Linked DNA regions of Mus musculus: region 1 is linked to region 2. The links are chromatin contacts, called in public HiChIP or PLAC-seq maps. All regions are on one chromosome and are shown on one strand. Each heading gives the region's core, a stretch centred on a gene start, on an enhancer-like site or on the middle of the called end of the contact. The rest is flanking DNA. Distances are from core to core; before and after follow the strand shown.

Region 1 (4,160 bases), core at 1,377-3,876, 1.8 Mb after region 2:
CAGCCCCTGCCTTGTATCTCTGTGTCTGTCTGTCTGTCTGTCTGTGTCTGTCTGTCTGTCGCTCTCATGCATGTGTGTGTTTGTGTGGAAGTATACATACATATTCTTGCATGTGGAACTTGGAAGTAAACCTCAGCTGGCATTTCTCAGGTGCCAACAACTTTTTTTGAGGCAAGGTCTCTGACCAGCAAGGGGTTTGATAAGTAGGCTTGGTCAGATTGCTAGGAATCCAGGTCTCTACCTCCACAATACTAAGATTTTAAATTGTATGACACTACACTGGGCTTTTTAATGTGGGTTTTGGGAGTTTGTAGTTAGGTCCTTAACCAAAGAATTGTTTGGGCAGAGGAAATCAAGTGATTACTTTCTGCTGAATACTCAATATGACTTGCAAGTCTCTTTTTTAGTTTATAGTGCATAGGTTTTTCTGTTGTTGTTTTGTTTTTTTTTAAGTAATCATTTGGAATCAAAAGCAAAAAACAACACAATCACCACTATTAAATAGGCTAACAATTTCCAAAAAATATATGCAAAAAAAATCTCCAATTTCAAAGCACTCTGAAGTAGTCTCTTTCTGCACACACACACACACACACACACACACACACATACACAGAGTCATCTTTTTATTTTAATTCTCTAAACAAAAATTTCAGGCTAGATTCACTTTGTATTTTATAAGTAGTACCTTTTCTCTTTATTGAATATACCCATTGCACACTAGCCTGTAGACATGTCTATAAATAACATAGGGACTTTATAATTATAATATATATGATAAATAAAACATAGAAGAGAAACTTGATAAGTAAAATCCACAGTCAATACTGTAAAAAAAAATCACACATCCACAACCTCCATGCTGTCCTGCCAACAGACCATGAACTTCATCAGCTGTCTCTTTTGTCCCTTGTGGCTTCTTCCCTCCTTTATACACCACTCTTGCCCTTTATGTCCTAGAACACACGCCAAAGCCTAACAACCCATGGACGGAAAAGACAGTATCTTTAAAGTGAGATAAGGGACGATGCTTAGCATCTGTCTTATCCAGGTCAAAAGTCCCTGTCATAACCTATTGCAGAAAGAGACTAATGCTGGCTGTTTCCTAGGTCTGTAAGGAAATGGGTTCTTGGATAGGCAAGCACAGCCAGGTAGTAGCAATGTTCTTTAAATACCACCATGAAATTGCTTCTAAGGGGGCAGCATGGTTGATGGATGCTCAACTAGCATTTCATTTCATTCTTATGACATCGAGACAAGGTAGCTTCTATTCTCCTATTTGTGACTATATGATGTCCCCAAAGTGAAATGAATTTATCAAGTTCCAAATTTCCTGAGTGCGAGGCTCTCAGACTCACAGCAGAATCTACTCAAGGACAAGGTGGAAATTCTTCAGCACCCTTGCCCACTTTAGCTCACATGAGGCTGCACTCCGGGATGGTAACTCATTTGCACAGAGCTCTTGAATGACAGAGAAGGGAGGATAAAGACAGTTAAACTTATGGGGCCTTGAGAAAAGAACCTTACCTAGGATGAGTCAGAAGCCTTTCCCAGCAGAGAAGCAAGAATTCCAGCATAATTATCTACTGCCTAAAGAAGGCTCTTCCACTCCCCAGCTGTAAACGTGCAATTTTCTAGGAACCTCGCCAGAACCTGCTAAACAGGAGAAGGGCTGTACTAAAGCCCTCGTGTGCTACTGCACTGTTGCCTTCTCTAGCATAAGCACAGATAACAAACACACTTCCAGAGCCGCCCTCCAATCACACTCATCAAGATAGAGAGAAAAGAGAAAAGTGTTCCTTAATTATTACAAAATACTTAAGTGTGTGTGAGTGTGTGCATGTGAGTGCATCCCTGCAGCCCTGGAGGCCAGAAGAGGACATTGGATTGTCCGGAGCTAGAGCTACAGGTGGTCATCATTCCACTGATGAAAGAGAAGGCAAGTAAACTCAGATCTAAAAGCAGTACTAAATGCTCCTTAGCACTAAGTCATCTCTCCAGCCTTCAAGAAAAGGTTTCGAAGTGATCTCCTCAGACATAATTTTGGGCCACAAAAGTGGTATATGAAAATATCTTTAATGCAATCATCAACTCCTTCCCATCCTGGCTAGTCCTAAAACTCTTTTTCCATGTAGAAGCAACAAATTCTGATTGGGTCTGAAGTGAGGTCCCTAAGAGACAGAGTAAATTCTTAAGGCTGTTAAAGGTGACAGTGCAGGGCTGTACCTCCACTGGCTCAACACTGATAACAAAAAACGTGGCCACATTTCACTGGGAAACCACCAGGGGAAGTCCCAAGAACATCTGTGGCCATGCCACCCCGGGGTTTGGCTTCCTCTGCAGTAGTATGTATGCATCGTTGCGGTTTGAATTTCTGCTGAGGAGCACGTGTGCTTTTCTGTCTCTAGAGCCCGAACAAAGCCCCAGCACGAGCAGAGAAAGGAGAATTATAACTGCAAAAAAGGTCTGCCTCCAACACTGCTGTCCATCCCAGCAGCCTCCAGAGTGGACTTTTGTACTTTAGGAATTAGGGGTACCTGTGTTTTCCAAGCAGAGGACTGATCCACAGGAAGAGGAGGAAGCAGATACGACTGGTAGGCAGCCCTCTGCTGTGAGTCTCAGGAAGTGAGATCAAAGATCAGCTGCAGTTAAAGGCTGGAGTGAAGGGTGGGGGGGCGGGGCGAAACCGCTCTCGCGGAGGATTCTGACCTTTCTCTACAGATAAAGGCAGAGGCTCACATTTCCTGGTAATCCACTGTGTGCATATTTACGTTCCTGAGCTTTTCATTATGTTGTTCAATGTCCTAAGTAAACAATGATGCTATGCAGGAAGGAGCAAGCTGAGTGAGGAGGTTAAGGATCACACACACACACACACACACACACACACACACAGAGCCTCTTCCTGCTCTTCAGCTGTCTGCTGAGGCACTTTGCCTCTGGTGTGCAAACCAACAAGAGAAATGACTTCAGCAACTTAAGCTTTTGATTGAGCTCAGAAATCTTTAGCTCTGCCTTTCCCTCCCCTACATCTCTACCACAGACCCAAATCATCATGGCCAAATTGACTAAAACAAGAAATGTATTAAAGCAAGCCTTTTGATTCATGTGTACAGGCTGCCTCCCCCTAAGCAGGGGTTCAATAGGTCAGAATTGGAAGTGAGGAAGACACACATGGCTTTTATAGATCACAGGTAGAGGGTTTCCAAAATGGGGAATTTGGCAGGCAAAACAGGCTAGGTTCCATGAGCAGAACATACACAGGACAAGGTAGTGTCTCCTAAAACAAAGCTGTGGGGGCAACTCGGGCATTACAAAGTGGTCATGCCAAGGTAGCTATAACAACCCTTTTGAACAAAGGTAGTTTATAATAAACAACTTCTGAAACAAAGATATGGTTGCCATTCCTGAAACACAGAGAACAGAACCATTTGTAGTTAAGGGTACAGGTCAGGCACGGCCCCAATTCTTGAGACATAAGTTTAAATCATAAACATGAATAAACCTAGTTTTCTTTAATATAAGATGGCTTTTAAGACAAATATGGAAACAGGCTGGTTCTTCACTACTCTAGCTTTGCCCTCACTGATTTGCAGCAGGGCCCAGAAAAACTACTGGGGCTAAAAGGTTTGTATGGTCGGTTTGGGAGAACTAAAGCTTTAGAAACCACTTCCAATCTCCAGTTCCCAGGTAACACAAGACAGGTAAACATCGGCTTTGGAATTCACAGTCTCACATGGAAAAGTGACGGTATCTTTGTTCTAAGTTCTTTCTCTAGCTTTGGGTAGAGAGACCCGACCTTCCAGGCTATCCTAAAGGAGACTAGAGGGATCATTACCCCATCAGTGAGACACTGTGCCTGTCCTTCCTAGAAATTGTTCCCACTGAGGGGACACTGCTGCCCGTGTGGAGGGAGAGCACATGGCATCGCTGGGCTGCTTTCTGACTCAGACAAGTGTAACTTACTGTCTTTTATTTTTGTACTGATACTGGACAAAGGTTAAGAATGGCTTCCCTTGCTCTCTGGGTTTTCCACTCTCCCTCTGAAGCCACCTCTCCTTTTGCCATTTAGCTGCCTGTGCATTTCCATTACAATGATGTGCTTCCATCTCCCTGGTCCTTATGGCTGCTGGGGTGTATCTCTTGCAAATCTTACCTAG
Region 2 (4,511 bases), core at 1,439-3,938:
AAACCATAGAATACATTCCTAAAATGAGGCAAAAGAACTGCACACAGTGCTTAAAGGACAAGTAACCAACAAGGAGGGGGTGCCTGGGGGATGGGCCACTGGGCACTCTGACAACACTCTAACAGCAAAGTGAAGATGCTATAGGGACTGCTAATTTCTTTTCTTTTCTTTTTTCTTTATTGGATATTTTCTTTATTTACATTTCAAATGTTATCCCCTTTCCTGGTTTTCCCTCCAAAAGCGTCGTACATTCTCCCCCTGCTCCCCAACCCACCCACTCCTGCTTCCTGGCCCTAGCATTCCCCACACTGGAGCATCGAGCCTTCACAGGAGCCAAGAGCCTCTTCTCCCAGTGATGTCCAACTACGCCATCCTCTGCTACATATGCAGCTAGAGCCATGAGTCCCACCATGTAAACTCTTTGGTTGGTGGTTTAGGTCCTGGGAGCTCTGGGCGTACTGGTTAGTTCATATTGTTGTTCTTCCTATGGGGCTGTAAACCCCCTCAACTCCTTGGATCCTTTCTCTAGCTCCTTCATTGGGTGCCCTGTGCTCAGCAATGGATGGCTGTGAGCATCCACTTGTGTATTTACCAGGCACTGGCAGAGCCAGTCAGGAAACAGCTATATCAGGCTCCTGTCAGCAATCACTTGTTGGAATCCACAATAGTGTCTGGGTTTAGTGATTGTATATGGGATGAATCCCCAGGTGGGGCAGGATCAAGAATCAACAAATGGGACCTCAGAAAACTGCAAAGCTTCTATAAGACAAAGGACACTGTCAATAAGGCAAAACAGCAACCAACAGATTGGGAAAAGATCTTTACCAATCCTACATCAAACAGAGGGCAAATAACAAATATATACAAAGAACTCAAGAAGTTAGACTCCAGAAAACCAAATATCCCTATTAAAAATGGGGTACAGAGCTAAACAAAGATTATCAACTGAGGAATACCAAATGGCTGAGAAGCACCTGAAAAAAATGTTCAACATCCTTAGTTATCAGGGAAATGCAAATCAAAACAACCCTGAGATTCCACCTCATACAAGTCAGCATGCCTAAGATCAAAAACACAGGTGACAGCAGATGCTGCTGAGGATATGAAGAAAGAGGAACACTCCTCCATTGCTGGTGAGATTACAAACTGGTACAACCACTCTTAAATCAGTTTGGTGGTTCCTCAGAAAACTGGACATAGTATTACCTGAAGACCCAGCATTACCATTCCTGGGCATATACCCAGAAGATGTTCCAACTGGTAATAAGAACACATGCTCCATTGTGTTCATAGCAGCCTTATTTATAATAGCCAAAAGCTGGAAAGAACCTAGATGTCCCTCAAGAGAGGAATGGATACAGAAAATGTGGTACATTTACACAATGGAGTACTACTCAGCTATTAAAAACAATGAATTCATGAAATTCTTAGGCAAATGGATGCATCTGGAGAATATCATCCTGAGTGAGGTAACCCAATCACAAAAGAACACACATAATATGCACTCACTGATAAGTGGATATTATTATTATTGTTATTATTTTTTTTTGTTTTTTTGATAAGTGGATATTAGCCCCAAAACTCGGGATACCCAAGATACAATTCACAAGCCACATGAAAGTCAAGAAGAAGGAAGACCAAAGTGTGGATACTTCAATCCTTCTTAGAAGGGGGAACAAAGCATCCACGGAAGGAGTTACAGAGAAAAGGGTGGAACAGTTACTGAAGGAACGCTCATTTCGAGATGAGTAAAGAAGACCTAGGGCAGAAGAGCTGGTGCAGGAAGCCTTTCATTGGACAAGGTGACTGAACTCTCTCTCAAAAGCAGCCTGTCCAAATGCAATACTTGGATCAGACTAGCTTGGGAGTTGCTCTAAAAAGTAGACCGGCAAACCCCACCTACACATCTTCTTTCTCCAGATCTAGAGGGAGGGCCAGGAAATCTGTACTTCTGTAAGTACTCCCCAACTAATCTTGATGCACCCCAGGCTGCAGTCACAAACAGGAAAAATAACTCGTGCTTACTTTAATTCTGGGTTTAAAAGGACTCATTCTGGAATTCATTTACTTTTCTACTTAGCTCTGAGATACCAGAGGGCATCAAGAGTGAAAACCCCAGGTGTTTAACAACTCAGGATTTCTGGGTCCTGTGCTGGAGATTCTGATTCCGGGTGTGTGGAATGGAAGAGGGTCATGACCTGCTTTTTAATCAGAACCATTGATTCTGCACAGGAAAGCACTGAGCTGGAGCGTGCACACCTCAAGGTCATGACAACTTATCCACTATTTTTCATCCCCGGAGTGGAAGATTCACACCAGAACACCGGCGAGCTCACCCCGGAGGAGAAAGCCAGTGTGGAAGTCCTTTTGGGTTACCTGGTACTCATTTTTGAACATTCCCGCAGAGGGCCCTGTGTTTGGCAGGCACAGAGTTTGCTGGCTGAAGAAGGACAGGCAGAGCCGGCTCTGGGCCCCGCTGGCTCGGGCTCGCCTCCGCACCTCGCGCCTGCAGTCAGCTGAGCCTCCAGCCGCCGACCCGCGCCATTCTGGTCCCCGCCCGGGGCGCCGCGGCAGGGGGTGGCACAGCGGCCTGCGGGCTCCGCCGAGTGACTGCGTGTAACCTACGTGACCGCCCTGCAGCTACCTCCGGGCACAAACCGACCGCGCCCGCGGGAACCGCGCAGCCCGCTCCGGGGCTTTGCTACTGCGCCCATTGGCTCCCCGGAGGCGCCTGCGCACTGAGCCCTTCAGAGTGCTTTCCCTCTGGCTGCTGAGCCGTTGCCCAGGCAACTGAGGGGCTTGTCCACCTGTAACAGCTGGTAACTCACCAGCCCAAAAGGTGTAGGGTTCCTTAAGCCAGGGTCTCACTCAGATCTTGTATCTTCACATCGCCTCTAAGTAGTAACTCTGGTAACTGCTGTTTGGTAAGGTGGTCTTTGATTCCTATCCTCCCATACTTGGGTTCTTTGAGAAATAACAAAATGTTAGTTTGGGAATAGCTAGGAAATGAGGGTGTTTATTCAAAGTCGTTGAACCCCTCCCTTCAAAGGGTAAGACTTCTTTAATCAAAGTGATGCACGCGGAGGTGAGTGCTCCAGATACCACGCTGAGAGGCTAGCTGTGAAACCTTAGGTCCTACCTGCACCCGGGTTACACGGTGTGTTAAGGAAGGAAGGCAGTGTTTAAATGAATGTGAAAATAATCTCGACTTGGGCTGAATGCCTTGAACACAGATAGGGAGCAGCCCTGGAAGAGAGTTTTAGTTTGCTGTGGATATTGTAAAAAGTTATCACAAAAGTGTCTTGAGAATGAGAGAAATTTATTCTCTTGTAGTTCAGAAAGTTGGAAATACAAAACGAAGGATTCAGCGGGGCTGCATTCCTTCTGGAGACCTGAGGAGAATCCTTTTGGTAATTGCCATCCCTTGGCTACAGCTCACCATTCTGTCACCCTCTCTCCCCTGTGTGTCGACTTTATAGTCTCTAATGAGAATGCATGTGAAGACAGGCAAAGCCTTTATTAGTTACTTTTTCCGTTACTGTCACAAAATACCTGACATGGCAAGTGTAATTTAACTTGTAAGGCCCACATCCTCAGTGACCAGGTAACCTCCTGGGATGCTGGGAGTTATACTTCTTTGAATATAAGACTAGCTTCATGGAAAAGTATGGTGACCTATATAGGTTGGTCTCTACAAACCCTCTGCAACACTTGTCTCAGGGCCACTCACTAGGGAAATTCCAGGTATTGGTCCTGACCAAAAGCCATCTCTTGGACAGTATTGAATATCTAATAAAGCTTGCCTCAGACTGGGCCCAAAATGACGGAATTGCTTTTTCTGCAGTGAATTTCTGGATTAGCACAAGAAAGGCACGGTGACAAGAACATGAGATCGCGTTGCATCCGTAGTCAGAACGCAGAGATGGCTACTGACTCAGACCTTTCTCCATTTTATTTAGTCTAGGATCCCAGCCCCTGGGGTGGTACTATCCATGTATCCATGTTCAGGGTGGATTTACACCCTCAGACACACCCAGAGGTCTGTCCCTCTGGTGATTCTAAATCCAGCCACAGAGGCCATTCATATAGTTCAAACCACCTTAGTCAGCATTGATCACCTCCCTTTGACTGAGTCAGAGAACACTCCAAATTCATAGATTTTTTTATATGGTAAGTATTGGGAACGACTGAATTGGGTTAAGTTTTATGCAATAGCAAATAACCAGCCCATTCTGTTTAATCCACTACGTAAACATTCGATCTAAATACTGCTTAAATCGACTCATCTGCCCTTCGTTGTAGTCTCTACTTTGACTTAGCTTTTGATTGCTAGATCATTTTCTCTTCCCCAAGCTATGATAAGACCCTCCTATAATACTCTGTTGATAACACTTTATGGTGTGGTGAGAATATCTTTATAAAATGCAAATCCCAGGGCTGGGACGTCAGTTTAGTCAGTCCACTACCTACCATACAAGCATTGAGACCCGAGTTTAATCCCCAGTGCCCAT

The links. HiChIP or PLAC-seq counts read pairs in DNA pulled down with a chosen protein or histone mark.
Region 1: a contact with region 2 is called in an H3K27ac HiChIP or PLAC-seq map of regulatory T cell precursor, with 12 times the contacts expected there. The contact joins the promoter of Fhit here to the promoter of Cfap20dc in region 2. A contact is called at or near these places in 2 of 39 promoter capture datasets (cranial neural crest and embryonic stem cells) and 1 of 115 datasets of contacts at active chromatin or transcription factors (regulatory T cell precursor).

The regions. Positions count from the first base shown.
Region 1 is chr14:10,450,832-10,454,991 of GRCm38.p6, forward strand. It overlaps Fhit (fragile histidine triad gene), which reads right to left and starts at 2,627. Exons shown (of 7, transcript NM_001308286.1): 1 at 2,538-2,627.
Region 2 is chr14:8,663,602-8,668,112 of GRCm38.p6, forward strand. Cfap20dc (CFAP20 domain containing) reads right to left here and starts at 2,689. Exons shown (of 16, transcript NM_028934.3): 1 at 2,377-2,689. The coding sequence starts at 2,397. It overlaps 4930455B14Rik (RIKEN cDNA 4930455B14 gene), which reads left to right and starts at 2,789. Exons shown (of 6, transcript NR_045968.1): 1 at 2,789-2,924; 2 at 3,334-3,410.